2 separate regions of the Mus musculus genome follow, and region 1 is linked to region 2. The links are chromatin contacts, called in public HiChIP or PLAC-seq maps. All regions are on one chromosome and are shown on one strand. Each heading gives the region's core, a stretch centred on a gene start, on an enhancer-like site or on the middle of the called end of the contact. The rest is flanking DNA. Distances are from core to core; before and after follow the strand shown.

Region 1 (3,014 bases), core at 141-2,640, 670 kb after region 2:
AGCCAGAAGCCACAGAAGGCAAAAGGCAAGAGATGCGATTTAATGACTTAGTGACCTCACGTCAGCGGCAGCCACTTATGAGTGCTGGTGGGTTATTTCCCTCTTGAACTAACTGGTCTTGAACTCTCAGGTTTCCCTGCTGATTTGCCCAGATCATTCTGGAACGAGGTCTTGGCCACACTTCCTACGCCTGAGGAAGGGGTAGGTACAGACCAAGAGCAACCCTGGGGTCTCTGCCTGGCCCCTCTCAGCCCCACTCAGGTCTGACCACAGGCCTTACACACTCCTGCCTGCAGCTGCAGCCAGCGAGACTGAGCACACCCCAGTCTTTGGATGTCCCTGCCTGGGGAGGCTAGGCCACTAACGCATCTTCTGGGTTTAAGAGTGCTGTCACTCCGCTAAAGCTCTGGGACCATCATGGACCAGGATCTTGTACTGTTCAAAAATATCTAGAAATGTGGGGCCTCGGAGAAACAGGAGGCCCCTGCGAAATGGTGCCAGGGAGGAGGCTCAGCTCTGTTTTGCAGCCCTCACTAAACAGGGATCATTGTGGGTTATGAAGCTACCCACCTTGTCCTGCACAGCACAGGAGCTTCCTCAGAAGCCCAGATCTGCGGAAGGGGCAGGGGAGACAACTGCAGGCAGAGCCATGCATGCAGTGACAGACTCTGTCTCAAAAAACGGCATGCAAGGTTTGTGAGGTGGCTCAGTGGTTAACAGCATCTGTTGCTCATACAGAAAACAAGAGTTTGGTTCCCAGTGCCCAAATCAGGCAACTCACAACCATCTGTAACTCCAGTTTCAAAGAATCCAGCACCCCTTTCTGTCCTCCATGGGTGGCAGGCACACACACAGCATACATACATATATGCACGCAAAACACTCATGAAGGTAAAATAAAAATAAATACATTTTTTTTAAAAAGGTGAACATCACCTAATGTCAACTGAGGCTCTCCTATGAACACATACATCCATGTGTGTGTGTATTTGCACACGTGCAAGCACAGATTAATTCTCCAAACACCAATGACACAGGAACTGTACAACCTGACAACCCCTCTCTGTGGACTGTGTAGTGACCCATGGCCACCTAAGAAAGTCACTCAGAATTTATAGCTTCAAATTCATGCCCCATAAGGTCCAATTCTGTGGGTTGTCATCAACTGACAGGCAGCCTTGTCTTGCTGTCCTCATAGGCCAGCCCCTTCCACAGGGGCGACCCGTGGGCCACCTTGGTGATGCCTCCAAGCTGAAGCCACAGGAACGCTTCCAATCTCCAGCTGACCTGCGAGAGGGAGTTGGGCAGCAGAGCTCAGAGGCTCAGAGCACAGAAGAGGACGCAGGGGACGCCCGATCTGAAGTGTGTGTGCTAGGCAAAGGGAAGGGAGGGGTCAAACGTGCACGCGGCGACCTGATGGATCTTAAAGCCACAGGGGAAGGAAACACTCAGACCTAGGACTGTGATTGATAAGCCATTTAAGACTCGAGGTAGGATCATTTTGTGTGTGAACAGGTTAGTAAGAAAGCTTATTGGAATGGCTGCTGGAGACGTGAGGGGGGAATGGAAAGAGGGGGGGTTAACTGCGTAAATGAATTAATAAACACAGGGACTTGTAGAAACCAGCCGCAGTGGAGCCTCGGGCAGGAAATTAACTCAACCCTCTACACCGGAAGTGACAGGAAGCAGCCCTCTCTTCCACCTGGGTCACTTGGGGTGATACCACCTACCACACTACAGCTTTTGAGGGAAGCTTCCTTCAAGGTGACTGGTTTGTAGGTGCTGGTGGCTGGTGCTTGGTTTTATTTTGTATCCAGATCTCTCTCTCTCTCTCTCTCTCTCTCTCTCTCTCTGTCTGTCTCTCGTTCTCTCTCTCTTGTTCTGTGTGTGTGTGTGTGTGTCTCCTGTCTCTCTGTTTGTTTCTGTGTCTCTCCTGTCTCTGTCTGCCTCTGTGCCTCTCTCCCTGTGTCTCTCTCTCGTTCTCCCTCTCTCTGTCTGTCTCTGTCTCTGTCTCTCTCCAGATCCAGATCTGTATGGCACAGACTGATACCCATCCCTTTCCTCTCCAGATCTTCTGCAATAGACCATCTCCCCAGGAAAACCCACCAGCATTCAGCCATCTAATAGCAGATCTACAAAGCCCTCTGGTTGAAATTGCTACCACCTCCTTCACAGATCAAGCCCTCTTGAGTTTCAAGCAGGAATATGAAGGACACTTGCTCTTATGTCAACTATGACACTTCAAGTTGCACATAGCAGCACACAAACAGCTCAAACTCACTGAAATAAAAAAAAAATGTTGTATGCCTGAGCAAGCCTGGTTTCTAACTCCAGCTCCTGCCCACTTTGGGTGGGAACCGCCCAGCAAACCTCTTAGACACAGTGTCCTCTAGTGGTCACTTCTGGTCTTACACCCTCTGCAATAGCTAGCTTGGTAGGATCAGGAAATCAACTAAGGTCTTTGAGCAGATAAGTCTATGAGAGCATTTCTGAGAAGGATTGACAGAGGAGAGAAAAGACACTCCTAGAGTGGGTGGCGCCCAGATATGAGGCTGATGTTGAGGGGAGAGCAATGATGCTCATTTGCCTGCCTTGCTTCCTGTTGATGAGCACATCTACCTCGACATCCTCCCTGAAGCCACCTATTGCTGATGTCAGAACCCAGCTTATTGGGTCTTCTGATATGGTCTGAAGACCAGTGGCTCTCCAGGAATCCCCCAGGCAGTCCAGGCCAGATGAGTGCTGGGACATGCAGCCTCGTAGATTGAGCAGCCAATAGGCAGACAGTTTTGTCTTTTGTAGTATCCGTTCCATCATCCGTTCAGTTCCTCCTCAGCTTCCCATCCTTCAGAGAGGGAGCGATCTCATTCCAAGACGTGACTTACTCTCTTTGGGTCATATGACCATCCAGAATCAACCACCTTGGCCAGGGGAATCTCTGATTAGCTGGGTCTGAATTCTACCTCACAGCTCTGCACAAGGGATGAAGTCACAATGCCTGAGAGTGGGTCCAA
Region 2 (3,109 bases), core at 77-2,576:
ACTGCCATTCCAGGCAGCCTCTAACCCTAGAGGAACCCCTTCCCCAACAAGCCAGAACTCAAACTGCTCTGTGCTTGTCAGATCTGGAGTGAACGAAGACTTAGGCTGCCCAAGTCCAAGTTGGAAAGTAGGGTTAGCAGAGAAGCCACCATATTGCCTGCTGGGTCAGGCTAGGGTGGTCAGAGAGGGTGGTGTGTAGCTGGGCTTTGCTACTTTGTGGCTTCTTCCTCTTCCCACCCTTTACTCCCTGCCCCTGGCTTCACCCCCTATCACTAGACAGGAGGAAAAGGAGAGAGGAGAGAGATAGAGATCCCTGTATCTAATTTATTTCCTTTTGTTTCTTCTTTGAGCACAGCTATTTACAAACTGCAACCAGCTGGACAAACAACACCCACCAACCTGGCCTATCCAGGCTCTAGCATTCACATACCCTATGAAAAGTTCCCAGAATTCCAAATGTCAAACAATCACAGAAACTGCCCCTGGCAAAACCACTCCTCTGCTAGAGCATGAGGCAAATCATAGTCAGCTGCTGCAGACGGCCCAAAGCAGCCTCATATCCCCACACCTGCAATTAAAACAAAAACACATTCTTATAACATTTCTATGTTTTTAAAGAAATCAAAATTCTAAAATTGTCAGTACAGTGGTGCCCAGGAATGTGTGGCCCATTGAGATCTGTAAGGGTGTTCTGCCTCAGGAAATCTACCCTTGTTCCTTTGCTGGCTATAGCAGGGACAAGCTGGGTCTACATCCCAGGAAAGTGGGAGCTGCTACTGTCAGCCTCTGTGGCTTCCTAACCCTGGCTATCACTTCCTCTAGCTTTGAGTCCCTCCTCTGGGAGAAGAGAAGGAGGGGTGAGCCAGCAGGCAGTTTATGCTCTGGTGTTCTCTAGGGGGCCCACACTTTTGTGCAAGCATGTTTTGTGTTCCAGATCTTTCTCCCACACAGATGCCCAAGCTCCCAGCATCACACCACGCAGAGATCTGTGCTCCTGTCTCCTCATATGCTTCCCTTCTGAGTCTCAGATCTCTGAGGAAATGGTGACAGCCAAAGCCACCAACCTTGATTAGTGCATTCTGTGCACCTGTGTAGCTTTGGGAGAAATTTGCTGATCCGATCTAAATCGGCAGCTGGGAGCAGAGCTCAGCGGGGCTGAGGTGAGGAGGTCTCAGAGCTGCAGGGGAGAGAAAGATGGCTTCTAAGGGGACATCAGAGAAGCCAAAGACACAGTTTTCGGGTGCCACAGCTGTGCTGGGAGTCTGCCCAGGGCCTAGGATACTGGCTTGGGGATTTGTGCTTTATCTCCCGGATTTATTTTAAACCTTGCTACCTGCTGAGGCAGCAAATGAAAGTCAGACAAGTCTCCAAGTCAGTAGCTAAGGAAACCACACCTCAGCCGCCCACCTGCCTGTCTGCCACACACAAACCTCCTGTCTGACACCTCTAACCACTTCACTTTCCGGCTATCACCCCTCACCACTGAGCCTAGAGGTCTAGTCCCTGAAAGGGGCCCCCAATAGGCCCTGTTTAGTTAGAGGTGGTTTTTGTCCACACTGCTGGGCTCCTGCTAGGACCTAGGATCTCAGAGTCCTTCCCTCTTTTCTTGTCTTCCTGCTGTCTCAGGGCAGAGCCTCGGGTGGTCTATGACACTCCGTGGCATCTGGGGCAAACTTTAGTCATAAGAAACAGTAGTGTACAATATTGGTTACTTTTCTCGTTACCCCAACAAAATTCAGGAAAAGCAAATTAAGGGTTAATGAGCAAGAAGTTGATCAGGTAAAGGGGCTTGCTGGGAAACCTAATGATGGGAGCCTGATCCCTGGGACCCATGTGGTAGAAGGAGAGCTGATTCACACAAGTTGTCCTCTGACCTACACATGCATGTGTATACACAGACAGACAGACAGACAGACAGACACACACACACACACACACACACACACACCCCAAATAAATAATGTAATTACAAAATACTTTAAAGCAACTTAGGGAAGGAAAAGTTTATTCTAGCTCACAGCTTGAACATACAGTCCACAGATGCCATGGAGGTGAGAAAGTCACATGGCAGGAGCTGGGGTAGCTGATCACACTGCTGCCACAGCCAGGGAGCATGGAGACAAGAGCTGGGGCTCAGCTGTCTTTCTACTTTGTATTCAGTCTGAGACCCCAGCTGGTAAATGGATGCTGCCCGCACTTGGGGGGGGGGGCAGGGCTTCACACCCCAGTTAGCACAATCCTTTATAGAGCAGGCCCCAGGTTTGTTTCCATAGCTATTCTAAATCACATCAAATTTACAATCAATATCAGCCATCAGGAGAGTCACCCACCCTCAGCTCAGTCCTGGAAGAAGCCCTGGAGAGGTCTGCCAGCATCCTGCTGCAGAATGACCAGGCTGGATACTCTGCTCCAACCCGAGCCTACGCTCTGCTGTGCATGTGAGCTAATGTCTAGGACACACACACACTTAGTAACTGTCACTAAGAGGGTCTTTCCCCTGTTATGAGAAAGGGGGCAAGTTTAATCAATTGAAAGGCTTCCAAACAAAATTTGAGCTTTTTCTAAGGGTGGATGAATTCTACCTGCTGCAGAAGCTGCTGTCTGTGAGCCCTGCAGACAACAGATTTGTTCTGCTGACCATCAATTAGTTAATTGGTCATATCTTTTACATCACCTCTTACTGGTTCTACTTCATAGACTATACCATCTAATAGCTCCTCTGCCAGCACCCCAAGGAGGACAACTCATGTCTAAGCATAACTCCTGTTTAATTAATTAATTAATTAATTAATGTTCTTATGTGCATTGGTCTGCATATATGAATATGAAGACATCAGGTCCCCTGGAACTGGACTTAGATAGTTGTGAGCTATCAAGTAGGTGCTAGGAATTAAACACAAATCCTCTGAAAGAGCAGCCAGTGCTTTTAACTGCTGAGCCATCTCTCCAGCCCAAAGCACACCTTCTCAATCTGTAGACCAGATCACCTTCAATTTTTCCACATGTGATCTCTGCTTGCTCAAAAAAATGTTGGTGCAACCCCAGGTATATGTATATTAGACAGATTATGCAAATCACACACTTACTGATAAGCTATCATGAAGAAATT

What was found. HiChIP or PLAC-seq counts read pairs in DNA pulled down with a chosen protein or histone mark.
Region 1: a contact with region 2 is called in an H3K27ac HiChIP or PLAC-seq map of regulatory T cells, with 8 times the contacts expected there. The contact joins two enhancer-like sites. A contact is called at or near these places in 1 of 15 datasets of contacts at CTCF or cohesin (large pre-B cells), 1 of 484 Hi-C or Micro-C datasets (bone marrow-derived macrophages) and 2 of 115 datasets of contacts at active chromatin or transcription factors (embryonic basal ganglia and regulatory T cells).

The regions. Positions count from the first base shown.
Region 1 is chr9:61,858,006-61,861,019 of GRCm38.p6, forward strand. Gm34974 (a long non-coding RNA gene) reads right to left here. Exons shown (of 6, transcript XR_001779199.2): 6 at 2,172-3,014. Among named protein-coding and RNA genes, the nearest start is that of Gm34828, 37 kb to the left of the region's middle. Within about 2 kb of position 1,391, at least 46 of the 459 cell types and tissues checked have an H3K27ac peak or open chromatin away from gene starts, as enhancers often do. A contact at or near this core is called in regulatory T cells, where this site is marked.
Region 2 is chr9:61,185,800-61,188,908 of GRCm38.p6, forward strand. No RefSeq gene overlaps it. Among named protein-coding and RNA genes, the nearest start is that of Gm34105, 19 kb to the right of the region's middle. Within about 2 kb of position 1,327, at least 27 of the 459 cell types and tissues checked have an H3K27ac peak or open chromatin away from gene starts, as enhancers often do. A contact at or near this core is called in regulatory T cells, where this site is marked.